3 separate regions of the Sus scrofa genome follow, and regions 1 and 2 are each linked to region 3. Evidence: chromatin contacts called from public Hi-C data. All regions are on one chromosome and are shown on one strand. The core of a region is the stretch at or near the end of the contact, and the rest is flanking DNA. Distances in the headings are between cores, read along the strand shown. Region 1 overlaps FOXP1 (forkhead box protein P1). Region 2 overlaps FOXP1 (forkhead box protein P1). Region 3 holds the start of FOXP1 (forkhead box protein P1).

Region 1 (4,305 bases), core at 248-2,747, 92 kb after region 3:
GAAAGTTATTCACAGGAGTCGGTGATGGAGCCCGCTCCACCCACTTCTGTTCCCTTTCTATTTTGGTGCTCTTTGCAACAAAGGAAACTAAGTTGGTAAATTAGAGAAGGATTGAAGCGCTCACACATGCTCCCCTTCCTATCAGGTTGTGTAACCGATTAGGCAGAGGGGGCCTACTCTTCCTGGGGCACAGGGACCTGAAGGAACATGGGTTGCAAACCCCATGAGATGGCCTTGGCCATGGGCTCCCAGGTCTCCTGGCCTATCTGATTGAGCTACATTAAAAAATTTATAATGATATATGTATTGTATATATATTCTTATATACATACATGTGTATATGAGTGTGTATGAACACGTATACTTACATTATGTGGGTACATAGGATTCCAGGTATAGCATTCTAAAACCTAGGGAGAGCCAGAGGAGAAGACATTCAGTTTGAGTTTTGTGTCAGAGTCCTTGCAGGAAATAGGTGGCTTGTACCTCTTGTGGGTCTGAGAGAACATGGGGAGGGCTCATCGGGAAAGCTGGGGGAGAACAGCTGCATGGGAAGGGCTGCCTGGCAGGAGCTGTGATCTTTCGGAGTCAACTTCCAGTGCCTGGGTGGGGAGAGAGCCTGGTTGCTAAATGCCCCATCTTCTCTGTCCTTCTGAGATGAGACCTCCAGTTGCTGTGCCAGCTGGAAGTTAGAGGACAAGGGTACCCATTGATGCATCCCCACAGGGCTCCCTCCCAGGACACGGCAAGGTGGGAGGTTGAGGCAATACGGCAGATGGAGCATCTGGAGGAGCACGTGGAAAACCGTGCAGTGCATTTTGTTCTGTGAACTCCTTTGGGTATGACCCTGCCATACTCGCTCAGATGATCCCTGGGACAGGTGTGGGTGGGAACGGACTTCCCAGATCTTTAGGGTGGCTAGGGAGCAGTGCTTTCCAAAACGTGGTGCCTGGGCCAGTAGCACCAGCATCACGTGAGGACTTGCTGAAGATTTTCTGGCCCCACCCTGAACCTACCGAATTAGACATTCAGAGGGAGAGAGGGGCCCAGGAATCTGTATTTTATTAGCCCTCCCAGAGGAGAATCTGGTGCTTGGTCAAAATTGAGAACCACTGCTGGCTGTCTTGAGGCATTGGATGGTCAGCAAAGTATGTCACTTTGCAAAGATGGCCACTGTTGTCTTGCTTGGAACTGCCAGTGATGAGCATGTTGTCTGTATCAGTCCGCTGCTTGGCAGCTCTGCAGACTGCCAATCCTTTTTATTTTTAGACTAGGCACTCTTCAAAAGAAATGGAATAATGGATTACATGTAGGCCATGGGGGCTTATCCCCAAGGCAGTTCATGCCTTTAATTTCCAAGTGCTCCTCTCAACCATGCAGGGAAGTACCCGACAGGCCTCAGACTTTGGAGGTTGTTTTTGAAAAACAGATGCAAATACTGCCTGTGCTGTTGTTGTTTTCCCGGTGCCTGGCAGTGTTTGGTAAACAACTTGATTGCTAGGTCTTGGCCTCAGGGAACCACAGCTGCTCTTTCCAGCTCCCTGCAGACTTTTGTACCGAGCAAGGATTGCTTCAGGGAAAAATAAACAGGGGAGAACAAAACAAAAAAACATCACTGTTGTTTTGTGGCTGCCTCTACCTGTTTTCCTGGAGTTGTTTTGCAACCATGGTCCCTGAGCTTTGGTTTCTTATTGGTCCCATGACCCCCCGGGCTTCTGTCTCCATGGTTAGACCACAAAGTGGCCTCTGGTCTTGGAAAGCCCTGTGTAGTAGCCACTGGAAGGATCTATGCATTTTTAAATATGTAAATTGAAAACGGAGAAAGCTTCATTCTTTCTAATGACCCCCAAGATGGTAATCTGGCTTTTCAAATCTCCAGAAAAGCAGATTGAATATGGCACAATTAATGGTTCAGCACTTCTAGGCTTTTCTCTAAAATATCTTAATGGGCTTTTAATTTATTGCAGCTCCTTACTGGCAGGGTTAAGGCAGAGTTGCTGCTGACCCCCTGGGCCCAGGTGCTCTCTGGGGCTCTAGTGAAGTGGAAGAGAACAAAGGCCAGCTGGACCTTCAGCCATGACCTCCCAGGCTGAGCCCCTGGGGCTCCCTGGATTCCTGGCCTGAAGTGGTGCAGCCTCTTCAGAGGCAAGGATGCATCTTCATCAGCGATCCTTGGGGTATCTGGTAGAAATGCAGATTCCGGGGACCAGACTGAGAATCTCTGGACTCTGGGGGCAGGAATCTGCATTTCAACCCGGTACCTTCATTGCAGAGCAGGTTTGCAGTCAGCCTTGGTGACAGAGAGCCAGTGTGAACAAGTGGGCCTGGGTGGGGAGCAAGTGACAGTGTTATCCAACTTTTTTTTGAGACCTGCATGTCATTTTAAGGCATTTACTTTTCATTTACTCACAAGTTCTCCATTACTTTGGCCCCCCTTTCTTCTTAAATCAGGGGACCTTCTTCATGAAATCTTTTTCTTTGGGCCCCAAATGCATCTTTTCTGAATATCCTTGGAGAAGAGTGATAAAATTTTTTTTTGGCTCTGCCCATGGCCTGGCCTATGGAAGTTCCCCCAGGGCCAGGGATTGAACCCAGCTGCAGCTGCAGCCTATACCACTGTTGCAGCAATGCCAGATCTTAACTTGCTGCACCACAAGGTAACTTCCGAAAGGTGATAAATTTCTGTTTGTCTGAAAAGGTCTTTATTTCACTGTCATTTTTGAAAGGTAATTTTTCTGGGCATACCAATCTAGGTAGACAGTTTTTGCCTCTGGGTTGTGTTCTGGATATTTATTTGGATACTGTCTTCTGTTTTTGTTTTTTTTTCTTTTAAATTTCAGTTGCTATGTTTTTCAATTTTAGAGGTCAGAGTTTTGGTTAGAGTTCTAGAGCTTGATTTTATGGTATTATGTATGTACATATAGATGTGTATTATATACATATGTTGCAGATATAGTATATGTACTATAAATATGTGTAAAACAATAGTATAGTATATAGTTTATGTAGTATTTTGGTTAGAGTTATATAGCTTGTGTTTTACAGTGTATATATGTGTTATGGTGTGTGTATATAATCTATTTATATAGTATGTATTTTATAGTGTATACACTATAAATACACATTAAAAATATAGTATATATAGTTTGTGATAGTTCTATAGCTTATATTTACAGTATATGAGTGTATACATATGTATTATAGCATTTGTGTGTATATATGTATTATATATATAGTATGCATTCTATAGTATATATAAATGTATGTAAAAACCATAGTATATGTGTATTATTTATGCATGTATACAGTGTATACATATAAAACTGGAATATCTACCATTCATACAGCATTTTGGTTAGAGTTGTAGAGCTTGGTGGAAATGGAATTTGGTCTTGGATCAATTTGATGTTTAACCACTCACAAAACCAAAACAATTCCCCCAGCCTCAGTGGTAGTTTTTCCTTTACTTTTGGATATGCTCGGTGACTCTAATGAAGTCAAGCAGGACAGCACTAATGATGCTTCTAAGCGTTGTTTGCCCAACTCGCATCCCCTCCAGACACCAGCTGCTGCTCCAGTTGTGAACTGTTGCAGCTCCTTTGTGGTCTCTCCCATCTTACTGCTCTTCTCTGGCGTTACTTGCCTGTTGAACCCACCTGTAAACCTTTGACCATGATACTCTGATTTTGTGGCATCCCTTTTCCACCCTAGCTTCCAGTTCTTTCTAAAACTTGCCCAGGATAATTCCTCTTGAAAGCCTTTTATCTGCCCAGATACCCACTGTGGTTTTTTGTGTTCACTTGTGTGGCTTCTCTGTGCTTCTGAATCCATGTAGAATCACAGACCTGAGCCCCCAGCTGGTTGGTGTGACCCCAGCAATTGTTTGGTTCAGGGTTTGCCAGGGTTCTTTTTCTTGCTTTCCTTCTTTTTCTTTTTTAATGTGTACTATTAAAAGGTTAGCTGCACTCTTTGAAAAATTACGAAATTTCACAAAACAGTGATCTGGATTTCTCTTTTTGTTTGTAGATTTGAAAGCTCTCATAGCCCTGGGTTTATGTCCCCATGTGTCAGTGACGGGCTCATGGAACACATCAGCTCCCTCGTTAGCTGAGAAAGCTCAGAGCCTCTGGCGTATACCCTCCTTACTGCTTGGTGTACCTTACACCTGGCCTTTGTGTACTTGCACTCTCTGCCTGGTCATTGTGGGGTGCCTTAGCTTTCTGCTAGTGAACAAGGAAGCTCTGGGTCAGAAAGATTCAGTGTCCTCTCCAAGGCCTGGTAGCCAAAATGCTTGCAGGGAAGCTT
Region 2 (4,151 bases), core at 1,019-3,518, 67 kb after region 3:
TTCTTGGTCTGTCCTGTCTCTATTTGCCACCCCAATCCAACTGAGTGATATGTTAGTAGAAATACCTGTGGTGGATTTCTCTGTCCCCCTTCACTGTCAGCTGGCTCTGATTTTTAAATTTTTATTAAAATATAGTTGATTTACAGTGTGGTGCCTATTTCTGCTATACAGCAAGGTGACCCGGCCATACATATATATATTTTGTATATATTTTCTTATATATTATCTTCCATCATGGTCTGTTCCAAGAGATTGGTTACAGTTCCCTGTGCTATGCAGTAGGACCTTATTGCTTATCTATTCTAAACATAATAGTTTGCATCTGCCAATCCCAAACTCCCCATCCATTCCACTCCCTTCCCATCCCCCTTGGAAACCACAAGCCTGTTCTTCATGTCTGTGAGTCTGTTTCTGTTCTGTAGGTAGGTTCATTTGTGCTGCATTTTAGATTCCACATATAAGTGATATCAGATGGTCTTTGTCTTTCTCTTTCTCACTTACTTCACTTAGTGTGAGAATCGCTAGTTGCATCCACGTTGCTGCAAATGGCATTGTTTCGTTCTTTTTTATGGCTGAGTAGTATTCCCTTGTGTATATGTACCACATGTTCTTAATCCATTTATCTGTCAATGCATCTTTAGGTTGTTTCCATGTCTTGACTATTGTGAGTAGTTCTGCTGTGAACATATGGGTGTGTGTGTCTTTTTGAATTTTAATTTTGTTCGAGTATATGTCCAGGAGTGTTGCTATCTACTACCCCACTCCAGCCAAGGGACCTGTTAGTAGAAATACCTGTGGTGGATGTTCTTTGTGCCTTTCATTGTTCAAATGCCTTTGAGCATTTCATGGCTCTGGTCTTAATCCAGGGCAGAGGATGAAGGATGCTTGTTGTTTTTGTTACATCCCTTCTTTGCTTGGCAGTGGTGGGGGAAAAGGGGTGTGGCTAGAAGTGGAATCATCCCATTGAGGGCAGCATAATTGTAGCTCTTGGTGTGGCATGAGGCCATCCTGAGCTCACTGTTTCAAGGCTCACCTCTGCCCCCCCCACTGCCCCAGCTGCCTCACTCCTCCCTCTCTCCTTTCCTCTCAGCTCAAACAGCAGAAATGTATTGTCTCACAGTCCTCGAAGCCAGAAGGCTGGCTTGGTGTTGACTGGGTTGGCTCTTTCCAAGGACAGTGGGGGAGCTTCTGTTTGATGCCACCTCACATAGCTTCTGGTGCTTGGCTGGCGATCATCCATGTTCCTTGGCTTGTACAAGCATCACCCTGATGTTCTCCTTCATCTTCACATGGTGTTCTCTCTGCATGTGTGTCTCTGTCCATATTTCCCCTCTTTATTAGGATGCCAGTCCTATTGGATTAGGGGCCCACTCTACTCCAGTATGACTTCGTCTTGGCTAATTATTTTTGCAGTGGCTGTTATCTCTTCATAAGGTCACCTTCTTGGCCTACCTTCTCCTGCTTAGCTCATGTAGTTGAATTTGGGAAAACTGAGTGTGCAAATACTGTCATTCCTCAGAGTATTATAGAACAGCATGCAAAACCCATGAGAATTAGACAGGAAAGCCATGCCAGTGTCTCTCGATTTTACTGAAGGCCCAGTCCTGCTTGCCACTACAACCTCCGTTCATGCAAACATCAGGCGAGGATGTGTGCAGTAGATGGACCCGAGTCATGGGTTGTATTTCTTTCTTCCCATGTGAGTCAGTGCATGGTGTTTTCATGAATTTCTCCCAGTTCGTGGGATGATTGACAGGGTGGCGTGGGCCCAGAAAGATCTGGGTTATGGTAGCAGTCTTCAAGCTTGCTAGAACTACCTGCTCTCTGAGACGCTTGATAGAAATTGTATTTAACCTTCCCAACCCATCTGGACAGTGGGCAGGGCCAGTTTCATCTTGAGGAGGAAGTTGCTGAGGATCAGGAAAGGCAGTTCCCTTGCTCAGGGTTGCATAGCCAATTCAGGATAAAAAGTCAAGCCTTTCAGAATCAAGAGCCTGTTTTCTTTCTGTCTCTCTGTCCCTGACTTACTAAGTACCCCAATCTCCTTGCCTCTTTTGGAAAACACCATCACAGGAAAAGCAGTCTGGTGGTATTTCCTGTCTTTCGGGTCTGTCTGTCTCCCTTTGAACAGAGTGGAGTTTACCCTGAGAAATATGAATCTTAGGAAAAAAGAAGTTTCTCTACATTGACTGTGCCAGCACGGACAGACGAGCCTGGGCACCTTTGCCCCTGTCATTGGACTGCCGCCCGCTGGGAGCTCAGCATTTCTGGTGCCAGTGTCTCTCTCGGAATTCTTGCCAGGCCCAAGGGTTTGCTTTGCAATTGCTGGTGCGTGGTGTTTGGGATGTTTGTGGGTGGCTGTTTTTTTATTTGGGTTTTGTTATCTGCCCTTTGTAATAGTAGCTCTGGCATAATTTCTCGCTGCTCAAATGTTCTGTGGCTTTCAACCAGAGAGACTTGAAAATGTACCACGTGAGAGGGCTTTATAACAAGTTTGGAGTCTCGGAGCCAAGGCCAAGCTTTTAGTAGTAGTATTATTAATTTTAAGTAAAGTATAGTTAACTCACAATGTGGTATCAATTTCTGCTGTTCAGCAGTGTGACCCAGTCATGCATAAATGTACATTCTTTTTCTCATACTGTCTTCCATCATGTTCTATCCCATTAGATTGGATGTAGTTCCCTGCGTTGTACAGTAGGACCTCATTGCTTGTCCATTCTAAACAAGGCTGAGCTTTTAGAGGCTGTTGGTGACGCGTTAAAATAGCCTCTGGGCCTTTATGAGTGTTATTGCCTCTGCCGATAAAGAGGGCTGCAAACCCGGCGGTCCATAGGGGCAAACAGACAGGTGCAATGGCTCCCTTGAGGTCTTCAGCCTCACCTCTTCATTGCTGAAGAAATGCTAGTTGAATGAAGTGGCCAGATTTCTCCTTCCCAAACTGAAATCTAAAACAAACAAAAACCACCACAGATGCATTTTTGGATCACCTTAGGCTCTCACATCAATGATTCATAATTTGGGGCCTCGAACAGGGTCCCTGGCCCACCAACCACTTTCTTCTTTTCCTTTCACTTTACAGTTTCAGGGATGTCAGCTTCACTGATCCTCTCTGTTTTCTTCAGGTTAAATGAGGAGCCTTTCTGTGTTGCTGCCCACCTCCACCCCCCTCGCATCCTGATCGAGCATTTCTTTCCCCGTGTTTGAATTGTCCTTGTGCTTCTCTGTCATCTCCCAGAACTGTGGCTCCTTCCTCTTGATATCCAAGGTGTTGGTCCGCAGTGGATGCAAGTGTGAATGCTGAGTGATGGCAGTGGGGGCATTGGTGCAAGCTGGGGGGTGGAGCCGGAGTGGGAAATGGTCCTCATCCCCCCTCAGCCCATGTGGGTTTTTTTTCTCTTCTCATTTGCATGCGTTCTGCTTGGTGTGGGTGGCGGAGTCAGGTCATCGCTTTGCTCTCAGATGGCAACTGTCATTGTCGATTATGCCTTGCGACTTTACCTGGGTTGCTTTAGAGAAAAAAATAATAAATGTCAGAGAAATTTCAATTGACTTGTCAGTGCCAACCTGTTTTGGTTCCTAGAGGCTAAGTGGAGACACAAGACGGACAGGTTTCTGATACACACTGTTCTCAGCGTTTTGGGGATGCCTGACTCACTCATCCCTTTGCAAGAACATTTTAGATTTGAAGCCATTTTCTCAAGGGCAGTCTCACACTGACATTTTTAGGCCACATGGAATAACATTCTGTTGCTGTTCTGGGAAACAGGGTGGAGGAGGCCCCCTTATATCCTTGTAAAGAAGTCCTCAAATCTAACCTTAGTGACAGACGGGGACGATTTCTAATGAGCCGCCAAGAGGTTTGCATCTGATATAATCCTGCAAGGATTCCTGTGGAGTTACATAAGATGGGCTTTCCCTCCTATTTGGAATGAGAACATTTAAAGGGGTCAGCCAGTTTCATGCTGGGAAGTCACTCTGCACATATGCTAAGAAATGGATATATGTTTTTCAAAAATGTGAGCCCTTTGCTGTCATTGAAAAGGAATGTAAAATGATCTATTTTTCAAAAAGGTGTAGAAATTGATGAGGCAAACAGAAGTCTAGGAGTGGTTCATTTATGGGTTAGCAGAGAATATGTTCTGTGTTTCAGA
Region 3 (4,600 bases), core at 1,928-4,427:
CTCATTTATGGTCAATGTCCACTCCAGTTTCTGTTCCCCCAAATGCGCATATATTCACTGACACAGTATTTGTAGAACAAAGTTGATGTTTGACATATAATTAATACTATGTGACAGGCACTCAGATATTCTGATACACTTGGGAAAATTTGGCTGCAGCTAGCCCTAGGTTGCTAATTTTGAATTTACAATTTTTTCCCTAATACTTAAAATATAACAAAATGAGGACAAGCACCTTTGCCTTGGTGTAATTAAAAATGAAATTATATCAGGAACATCTGTTTAAAAAGGGATTTCTATTTGTTTTACCACCAAAAGGTGGCGTCCTACCCCCATGCCCTTTATTTAAAAATCCTTCTTGCTTTAATTTAACAAAAAGAAACTTCCAGTTGATTACTGATAAAGAAATTAAAATGTGCTCCCTATGAATGTAACGTGACAGTGTTGAAAATGAACTGTATGTCAAGCTGCAGTTAAGTTTCCCTCTAATGTAAGCCAAATGGACGTGGAGTTCTTTAATAAGGCGGCACATTAAACAGTATTATATACAAAATTGGGTACAATATATCATGGGATTTACAACCAGGATTTCCTTTTGTCTGCAAAACTTGTTGCCAATCTGATTTTGGCCTCCATTTCTAAGTGAAAGTAGAATTAAAGGTAGGTAAAATGCAGAATAAGATCTGTGGCCATCTAAAGATCTTTTAGTAGGGTAATACTAATAATTTTTTCTTTTAAAAACTCACTGTTCAATCTGAAAAACAAAATCAGAGCATGAATTGTTCCTTACAGAGGATGAATACCTTCATCACATTGAAATAAACTGCTATTCCCCTGAGTTATAATTCTGCAACATGATGTATACCATAAGCATGTTATATATGGCATAAACATTGTAGAATTGAAAAACCACCCCCCTCCCCCAGAGACTGGCTACTTTGTAGATTTCCATTTAATTCCATGTGAATTCAGCATATGGAATTTCCAGTGACTGTCAAAGGGTTTTGGGGGATTAACTGAGTTGACATAAAGCTTTTACATCATTGTCTAGGTCATGGTAAGCATTCAATAAATATTAGATATTATTACTGACAGCTATAGACAATGAATTCTTCAAGGGCAGGGATTTTTATTTATTTTTGCATCCCTCAGTGCCTACTATATGGTCTAGAACATGGAAGGTATGTCATGTCTTAATTAATATCTTGAATCAAAGACAACATAAACCCTAGCTTCTCAGAAGCTAGGAAGTTCTATATGAACTAAAACACATTTTCTTTATCTGGATTCTTGTCTCAAAGATCCGATGGATATCCTTGCCTGGCTAGCCTGGAATCTTACACAGCATGAATTCTGCTATGTTGGAATTACCTTAGCACAATCACCCTATCTCTGGCTTTATTCTGTATCACCAGTGGATGGCTTTTTTTTTTTTTTTTTTTAAACTCACAAGACAGATACCATTTTAAAGTGGTAGTCTTATGATTTGATTGAAATTGAGATTTAGTATTCTGTAAATGAATGCTTAAAAATATTTGTAACATTATATCCAAAAGAATTTATAGTAACCTTTTCAGAATATTTATTATATACAACTGTATTGGACTCAAGACCAAAGGGACAGTACTTGTGTCCCCCGTGCCCCCCAAGTACTTTGTAGGAATATGCAGGAGTGACTTTGGATATACATTCTCAAAAAGAGTTGCCCTGCCAATAGCTAGAAATGCTCCTTTGAAGGCTGGTGGCATCTGGGGTGGGGGTGGGGGGGGTCTGAAAAAAATTACTTTTGTTAACAGCAAAAAGAAGCCGTAGAGCCATATTTTTTTTTAAGTCACACTTGGGGAACAAAAAGTCTTCCCTGGGCTGATAAAAGTGAAAAAAATAATTGCGTCTTTTGTTTTATACATGTTTATGCATATTTCACAACATTTCATTCAGGCTCCTCATTTACTCCTTCAAATTTCTAAATTTCACCAAACTTTAAAGCGGCAAAAAGAAAAAAAAAATCTCGCTTTTTCAAATTGGACAAAGCTTTTTCCATTTGAGTGATCTCTGGGAGAGCAGGTAATTTGTGTTAAACAACTGATTGACTTGCTAGCCCCCTGGGCGTTTTCCTAAGAGAAACCTTGGCCGAGAGCACAGCTCCCTTCGCAGCCACTTTCGCCTAAAGTGGATCTAACTACACATTCCGGCAGTGACTCTGACAAGGAAGGGGGGAAAAACGTCCCGCGTTACACTCTCCTGGTGGTGGGGGGGAGGTGGACCCTCGCTGGCGGGTTTCTGTTTCCTTGCAAACAGGGGTTTGTCCTTCTGTTGAACTTTCACCTCCCGAACTCGCCTTCTTTCATTGGACAAAGTGCAGAAAGAAAGAGGAGAGACCGAGGGAGGACGGGAGAGAAGGAGAAAGGGGGTTGAAACACCACTCCGCCTCCCCCTCCTTCAACTGTCACTGATGGCAAAACACTTTCACTTTTAACTGGAGGAACCTCTTATCCCTGCCTATCCTCTCTTCTTCCTTCTGTATTTTTAGCTCAGAAACCAAGCAAATAGCCTTAGCATTCCCATCTTCGGCCCTAGTTGTTAACACTCTCTCTCTCGGCTTTTTCTCATGCCTGAATGGGCCCCCCTTTCCCCATCTTCTGAGGAATCCCCCCTCCCCCATGCCCCTTATTTTCCAGGTCTGTCTTGCCAGATCCCTCTTTTGCCAAGGACTGCTCTGGCGTGGCCTTCCCCTCTCTGGTCTGCGGGGCTCTGCCTCCTTCTTTTCCCCATCCAGTCTGGACACCCCGCACTCCCACCTCCCGGCTCCCCTGCACCTAGCCCCCAGCCCCCGCACACCCTCCCCCCTTGCTTTGGCAACTGCGATTTTTTTTTTTTTTTTTTTTGCTAGCCTTGTTGTTTACCCAGCAGGTGGATGTGACGTCAGGGACGCACAACAGCAAAAAATAACAACATCTCCCTCCGCGACGTGTTGGCCTCTCGCGCGCCTTATTTATTTATTTGTTCCGGGAGGCCAGGGGAGGTGGGTGGGGGCTAGCGCCCCAGTGGATCCGAGAAGTGGGGAATGTTAGGCAGCGCCCTGGGGCGGTTTGGGGGTGCCTGAGACGGAGAGGGGGCCTGGGCCGGAGGCCCGGGGTGGGTTAGGGAGCGCCCCCGGCCCGACGCTGCCCGCGCCTCTGCCGCCGCCGCCGCCGCTGGCTGGGCTCCGGGAAGCTAGTCCGGAGCGGAGGAATCTATTGTTATTTATTGTGTGGCGGCTGAATGCTGTACTCGCGGCGGCCCGGCCCTCGCCCGGGAGTGCGTGTGTGCGCGCGTGTGTATGTGTGTGTGTGTGCGTGTGCGCGAGTGTGTGTGCGGGGTGCGCGCGCGGGCGGGAGTGGGCGCGCGCGGGGAAAGGCCCGAAAACACCTTAGTTTGCACCGAGAGACCATTTGCAGCGGGTGAGTTTGTATTTTTCCATTTCTGCTCCACTTTTTCCCAAGCCGCCTCCCGCCTTGTTTCCGACTACTTTAAACAACAACAAAAACCAGCACAAAAAAAAAAAAAAAAGAAAAAAAGAAAGAAAAAGAAAAAAGAAAAGAAAAAAAAAGAAAAAGAAAAAAGGAAAAAAATACTTTTCATCTCCAGGCTCCACGTGCATCTCCCCTAGCCCTCCCCAGAGGCAGCCTCTCTCTCCCCCGCGTTGGGCCGGAGCTCAGGGGTGGGTGGGGGCTGCGCGCCGGCGCGGGCGTGGAGAGGACTCCGGTGGCGCCCGTACTCTTGGGTGCATTTCCATAAGTCAAAAGGGGTTGCGGGGGAGGGGGGACGGTGGCGGCGGCAGCGGCAGGGAGGAGGCGATCTCGCTTTCCCTTCGGCCCCTTCACGCCTCGTTCTGCGCTTTCCACAGTCGCCGCGGGGAGAGAAATCGATAAGCCCAGGCCGCCCGGCGCAACTTTCGGTGTCTAGCGTCGGGGTGCCTTCCGAGGAGCATGGCGAGCGCTGGGCCCGGGGTCGGGTCAGTTGCGGGAGGGGAGGCGCGCCGAGCGCCTTTGGAGCCCAAAGTTTGGACTTGGAGCAAACTTTTTCCCTTCGCTCTTCGCTAGTGTTTGCCCCCCTTGGTGCCCCCGGGGCTTCGCCGCAGAATGACTAGGGACATCTGCGCCCTAGGCCCCGCGGCTGGGGACATCCGTGGTACCACGCACGCGGTGCCCCGAACTTGGCGGCGGGGGCACTCCTCCGACGCCCGCTGGGAGCTGGGAAAACTCAGACACAAACCCGCGCACCCCCAGTTAGACACGTACCCCCACGCGCGCTTGGCCGGGCCAACCCAGCCTCCCCGCGAGGGGTCGGAGACCACGGTGGCCAACTTCGCGGGTGGGAGCTGGGAGTAGGGTGCGCTGAGGGGAGTCGCCGAGCCTGGATGCACTCCGCCGCACGCACTTTCTGGGTCTACTCCCCTCTCAAGCCTGGGGAACGGGGGGATTTCTCAAGCCTCAATTTATCCTGAGACGCGCGCGAGTCGCTGTGTCCCTTCGGCCCTGTCCTGGAGGCTGATGGCTCATGGCTCTCCGTCCTTCGGCTGCGCGCCGCCTTTCTCCCAAGCTCCCCTCGCTACATTCCT

What was found. Hi-C and Micro-C count contacts between places; a contact is called where the count stands out from the background.
Region 1: a contact with region 3 is called in a Hi-C map of liver, with 3 times the contacts expected there. The contact joins the enhancer-like site here to the promoter of FOXP1 in region 3. A contact is called at or near these places in 1 of 5 promoter capture datasets (liver), 9 of 47 Hi-C or Micro-C datasets (embryonic fibroblasts, fibroblasts, liver and 1 more) and 1 of 2 datasets of contacts at active chromatin or transcription factors (skeletal muscle).
Region 2: a Hi-C map of liver shows a contact between it and region 3, with 5 times the contacts expected there. The contact joins the enhancer-like site here to the promoter of FOXP1 in region 3. A contact is called at or near these places in 6 of 47 Hi-C or Micro-C datasets (alveolar macrophages, embryonic fibroblasts, fibroblasts and 1 more).

Annotation. Positions count from the first base shown.
Region 1 is chr13:52,880,018-52,884,322 of Sscrofa11.1, reverse strand. The region is part of intron 2 of FOXP1 (forkhead box protein P1); the gene reads left to right. Among named protein-coding and RNA genes, the nearest start is that of FOXP1, 92 kb to the left of the region's middle. Within about 2 kb of position 1,497, at least 3 of the 83 cell types and tissues checked have an H3K27ac peak or open chromatin away from gene starts, as enhancers often do. A contact at or near this core is called in liver and skeletal muscle, where this site is marked.
Region 2 is chr13:52,905,053-52,909,203 of Sscrofa11.1, reverse strand. All of the region lies in intron 2 of FOXP1 (forkhead box protein P1), which reads left to right. Among named protein-coding and RNA genes, the nearest start is that of FOXP1, 67 kb to the left of the region's middle. Within about 2 kb of position 2,268, at least 5 of the 83 cell types and tissues checked have an H3K27ac peak or open chromatin away from gene starts, as enhancers often do. A contact at or near this core is called in liver, where this site is marked.
Region 3 is chr13:52,972,934-52,977,533 of Sscrofa11.1, reverse strand. FOXP1 (forkhead box protein P1) reads left to right here and starts at 3,177. Exons shown (of 21, transcript XM_021070841.1): 1 at 3,177-3,440.